Regions from separate parts of the Rattus norvegicus genome. Here region 2 is linked to region 1. Evidence: chromatin contacts called from public Hi-C data. All regions are on one chromosome and are shown on one strand. Each heading gives the region's core, a stretch centred on a gene start, on an enhancer-like site or on the middle of the called end of the contact. The rest is flanking DNA. Distances are from core to core; before and after follow the strand shown. Region 1 overlaps LOC102552233 (a long non-coding RNA gene). Region 2 holds the start of Gatb (glutamyl-tRNA amidotransferase subunit B).

Region 1 (2,852 bases), core at 183-2,682:
TTTGACTCTGCCTCTGAGTAGGGGCCTTTGGGACGACTGTGGGTTGGAGATTTGGGTTCCCAGAAACAGAAAATAATCCAGGCTCATCTGAGCATCCATGGAATTGAATAGGGTAATATGGGAAACATGTGGCATGATGAGAGGCCATATGCAGAGCGGGTAGTAACTTTAACACATTTGGCATGAAAGTGGGAGCCCTAGGAACATCTCTGTGGTAGAGAACACTAGCCAGGGTGGCTAAGATGAGAACCTCAGGAGTCCCAGAGGACCCGTGTGCTTATTGTTCATCCCACATATGGTCTAGATCATTCCCTCTGACTCCCTTTCCCTCTGCCATATGTAGTAAGGGAAGTCAGCGACCAGGATTCTTATATTTTCTAGGTCCTCAGAGACACAGAGCTGATTGTTCAATAGAAGATGGGCAGCTATGAAACTAGATATCAAGAGACCCAAACTATGACAAATCATCATCGCATAGTTATCTCCTTACTTGAGAAAGAAGATTCTGAGATGGACCACATCTGAGCTGGACAATATTTGATCCATACTGTCTTGAACTGGGCTGTGTCTGAACCAGACCACCTCTGACACTGCCTTCTCAGGCCTTCTTCCACTCCCTTCTTGAGTTCTTTGCCTCTTCATATCAAATAAGAACAGAGATTTCTGCTCACAGAGTTTTGCTACTACATTCACTCTCCAAGTCCTCTCTGTGAACATTGGTCTCTGTCTGCCCAGGAAGGTCACTAGTCTTGTGTCACTATAAAAAACCTGAGTGAACAGCTTTCTGGTGTGCTCAGTTTATTAATGTCTTCTTTGTGATTTGTACTGGTTGTAAATATTATACCCGTTATAAATAATGATCTGACCTGCCATTCTTTCTGTGGTCCTTGGTTACCTGGCCTATAAAACCAGAGGGCTGAATGAAATGATTATGAAGGTCCCTGCAGCTTTAATTCTGATGGATTCCATGAAGATTAACCTCCTGTGAGTAGACAGTCTATGGGGCTTGCCAGAGTGAGGTATTCCTAAAAACTTCAGACTGGGAAATATGATTTCCCTTGGAGAGAAAGACTATAAAGCCAGCCAAAGATCAAAGAAGATATATTCAAAGTCTTCTTAAATGGAAAGGATAGATTTCAGACCAGAACTGTCTGGACTTGATAATCCAAACATACCTAGGGTCAGAGTATCCTGTCTGAGAGATGGAGCACCACAGAAGCAAGAAGAGGACACTGGGGACTGTGTCTTGATACGTCCTGGCTGTGACAAGATTGGGATATTAGTGGGTCTGGGGCCCTTTCCCAGCTGTGTCTCTGTTATAGACTGGCAATAGGCTATCATGACTCAATGCCCCATGGCACAGACAAGACTCACTCTATTTAACAGTCAATCCATCTAATGAATGCCAACCCAGGAAGAGGGGCTTCAGCTAGAACTGGAGTGGGAACCCAGGGTAGTCACTGTAGCCAACACTTACCTTCTATTGTCTGAGAAGTGTGAGGTCTCCAGCATGGGTGGAGAGGTCTGTGTAAACCCAATGGGACAGAAGCTATCAGCTTCCAATCAGCCCAGAGAATTTTAATACTTCAGAGTGAAACACTTTTAAGTCATTCAGAGAATTTTAATACTTCAATAATGGAACACGTTTAAGTCATTCGGTCCACCCCCTCTCTGATTCCATTTCACTCAAACACCCCTGGCTTGAGTGGTGTCTCCCATTTGTGTCATATGTGTCTGTCTGAAGAAAGAATAGCCTGGCTGAGGTCTGGGAGGCAGGGACATCTATGAAGGACACAGAAGCAAAAGGAGGCGACTGGAAGATGTCTCTGTTCCTTAGGGACAATAGAGTGTCTCCTCTCCAGTCTCTTGGGAGAGACTGCTCATAGGGATCGGTGCGAGCTCAGCCCAGTGAGAGAAATGCAATCTGGGCTTGCTGACAAAGTCAAGTGCTTCAGTTAAAAGAAAGAAGCCCTCAACATGCTCACAAAAATACTTCTTGGAAGCAGCCAGCCCATCCTTCGTTCAAACTTAGAATCTGTGGTGCAAGGGAGTCGTCAGTAGTTTTCCACAGGCTTGCTGGCTGAATCTCCACACCATGTGGAATCTCAACCACAGGCAGGACAGCATGATACAGCGATTTCTCTCCTCTCTCTCTCTCTCTCTCTCTCTCTCTCTCTCTCTCTCTCCCTCTCTCTCTCTCTTTCCCTCCCTCCCTCCTTTCATCCCTTCCTCCATTTTCCCCTCCCTCCTTTTCTTTCACCCCCCTCCCTCCCCACTCTCAATATGCTCAGTCATTTGTCTGTCAGGCAGATCTGCTTGGGTATCTAATAGGATTCTCAATCATATTATGTCCAAAATAGCAGTCTTGGCACTGGTTTTTCCCCGAACCTGCCCTTTTCAATGCTCCCTTCTCTCAAGCCTAACATAAAAATCACTCTTTCCAGGACCCCTTTCCTCCCCTTTCCTCTTGCTTCCACCTGTAGCATCTACTTAAGATATTATCACTTCCAAGCTATCACAAAGAACACTTCCAGGTTCCAGGTCAAAGCAGGTGACAGAGTTGGTTTAGACATATGTACACCACACACACACACACACACACACACACACACACACACACACACACACACACGTCTTTAAAGTTTATTCATTCTTTTTTAGTCTTTCCCACTTCCTTCCACAATCACAATCCTCTTTGGTTCCATATGTGTATCATGAATCTCTCTGGTTTCATATGGAATTTTGGTAGAAACATCCAAACAAGGCTATCTGTGTGCCCCAGATCTCCAGCCCCTTTGCCTGGGAAAACACAGGCAGGTTGGAGCCTGGTATGACCAAGAAAGCCTTATTTT
Region 2 (2,812 bases), core at 83-2,582, 370 kb after region 1:
TAAGTCAGAAGCCCCAAAGTAATCCCCAACTCTCTATCAGGTCCCTCGATCTCATCTTACACATCTCCCAGAAATAGATGTTTTACTGTACCCTTTACCACTACCCCAATTTGTTATTTCTTTTCTAAAGAACATATCCTCTCCACAGCCCCCATTTGTGAAATACATCCACCACACTGCACTGCTTCAAATATTCTTGAGGTGCCTACTCTGTGCTCTGGAAATACTGTGGTGAATACCAGACAAGGATCCATTGAAATCAAAGATAGCTGTTAGGTACTACATGAACAGTTAAAATCAGATGGTGAAAGTGAGGACTACTGTAGACTAAGTTTTTAAATTTAAAAAAAAATCACCTGGAATTTCAACAAGGGATATGAAAAACTCTATTTGTTTTTGCCTTCCTGAGAGTGGAACGCAGCACCTTCTACGTGGTACAAAGGCTGTACCACTGAGCCCAGCCCAGCCCAGCCCAGCCCAGCCCAGCCCAGCCCAGCCCAGCCCAGCCCAGCCCAGCCCAGCCCAGCCCAGCCCAGCCCAGCCCAGCCCAGCCCAGCCCAGCCCAGCCCAGGATTAGTGCTGAAGTCAAACACCAAAAGAAACCCATTGAGCTGAGGTCATTTTTCTATCAAAGCTTTCTAACAACAACAACAACAAAAAAAAATGTTTCAGATGCTGCCTAAGAAAAATGGTAAGTAAAAAGCACATAAAAGTTTAATTTTTTTTTTTCGGTCATGAAAACGATTTATTTTTTTAAACTTTTTTTCTGTATGTTTCTCTCCCTAAAATACCAAGTCTATAAAATATAACAGCCATAAAGTCTTGCTTTCTAGTATGTCAATGTTGCCTAATTATTGAACTAGGTTGTTCATAGCAGGCATACAAATAAGTATCGGTTGAAATAATGCACAAATTTGTGTACGAAGTGTGCGAGCAAGACAGAGAAAATAAGTGCGTTTGAGAGTCCAGGAAGCCTTTGTGGTGATGTCAGGATCATTTGTTTCAACTCATGGGCTTAAGCTGAATTTAAAACCCTTGGTGAGGCTTCCTAGCCTTGGCTCTCCCTCAAAGAGCTGTCAAGCACAAACACGCCCAAGCTCTACTGCCACAGAGCTCTCCAACTCCCCGCTAGGAGGAGTCACACAGGACCCACAACCCCCACCCACTCACCCACCCACAGTTCTCTGGTTCCGCCCCTCCCCGTCAGATTTCCGTCAGCTTTTGAGTTGGGTTGCCGGGAATAGTAGTCTTCCGGTCCAGGCCTACAAGGGTTGTGGCGCATTGCCAGAACTACGCTTCCCAGAGAGCCTCGCGGCGGAGGGAAGGTGGGTCACCTGACCCGGTCTTCGGCAATGCAATGGCGGCACCCGTGCTGCGTTCGGGTTTCCCTGGAAGACGCTGGGCTTTAGCGTGGATAGACGACTGTTCCCGCCTCCGAAGTGGCTCTCAAATTGGGCCCATATCCAACTGGGCTAGGAGACAGAGTTCAGTGGCTCAGCCTTCCCTCCACACGGCTCAGAAGCCGAGGAAAGGGTATATTTTCTTCGTACCTATACCTGTCTCGTGGAAGTGCGGAACGAAGATAATGGCTCCCGCAGCCCAGCCTGAGGGTTTTAGTGAACTGGAGGGTGGTTACCTGTGTAATGTGGGCAACAGAACCTAAATGAAAACACAAAACCAGGCCTGCCATCTCCACCCTCACACTTAAACCTCTGTCCTAAAATAGGCATGTTTGGACAACGTACGAGTGTAAAATAGCGTTTCCTCTAGCGGTCCTACTAACTAGTGTGGTTGTCTGTGACACTAGACTATGGCACGTATATAGCGGGCATTTGGCGTTACTACGAGCTAGCAATAATTTAAAGACAGAAAATAGCCTTTGTACAAAGCCCCGGATAAGAGAGCTTAATGTTTATTGGAGGTCTTATTAGTCAGATCTCTGGTTTTATGATGGGCGTATTTGTCTAGACCTAGGAGGATGTAGTCTACCGACGAAATCTTTCCCTGACTAAAGATTTGCTTATCCTGTACTTCTGTTAGTTGCTTCAGTGTACATGACTTAAAGCTTCTTATAAAATACAAAACATAAGGCAAATTTTTAATGTTTTGTTTCGTTGAGGTTGGCATTCTTCTTAGTATTTCAGTGGAGAGGAAAATGTCCCAAAGCATCTCATTTCTATTCCCTTTATAAACTAGATCATTTTCTTTCCATGCAATGAAACTGCAGAATTACTTTAATTAGTAGTTAGAGCATGCAGAATTTATGAATTTCTTTATTTTCTTCTCACTTGCAAGCTTTATTTCCAAATTTTTTTTAAAAAGGAATTAATTTTTTTCTCATTGAAATGCTTAAAACAAAACTGGATGCACATGAATAAAAATCTGTATAATACAGAAAATTGCTCAGGAGAAGTGAAGAATAGGAACATACATAAGAATAAAGACTTTTAATTCCCCAAAGAGAACTGAGTACTGGCTCACCAGAGTAGGAATAGTCAGATAAGAGACATTAGTATAGCATTTTATAGCATTTACTAAGATTTGCTAGCAGTCAAGTATGAACAAATGAAAGAATTTTAAGTTTAGGTCTCAAGAACTGGATGTAACTTGGAGGATGGAAAATAAATGTTTCCTCTAATGGTTTACTGTTCTTCTGCACAAGTTTTGAGGAATACCATGTCATGGTAGTCTGTGGTATCTGTGTGACCCTGCCTCTCTAGCTACAAGCTGTTAACAATGAACACAAAATATGGATGATAATTTATTCTTTAGACATCATTTCTCTAGAATTAAAATCCTGGCGTTTGTAGTA

Evidence for each region. A called contact is a pair of places that touch in the nucleus more often than the background predicts.
Region 2: a contact with region 1 is called in a Hi-C map of prefrontal cortex, with 2.8 times the contacts expected there. The contact joins the promoter of Gatb here to the enhancer-like site in region 1. A contact is called at or near these places in 3 of 12 Hi-C or Micro-C datasets (the A7r5 cell line, frontal cortex and prefrontal cortex).

Annotation. Positions count from the first base shown.
Region 1 is chr2:172,858,114-172,860,965 of GRCr8, forward strand. It overlaps LOC102552233 (a long non-coding RNA gene), which reads left to right. Exons shown (of 3, transcript XR_351793.4): 3 at 382-781. Among named protein-coding and RNA genes, the nearest start is that of Fdps-ps3, 230 kb to the right of the region's middle. Within about 2 kb of position 1,433, at least 11 of the 93 cell types and tissues checked have an H3K27ac peak or open chromatin away from gene starts, as enhancers often do. A contact at or near this core is called in prefrontal cortex, where this site is marked.
Region 2 is chr2:173,227,236-173,230,047 of GRCr8, forward strand. It overlaps Gatb (glutamyl-tRNA amidotransferase subunit B), which reads left to right and starts at 1,333. Exons shown (of 13, transcript NM_001399231.1): 1 at 1,333-1,533. The coding sequence starts at 1,358.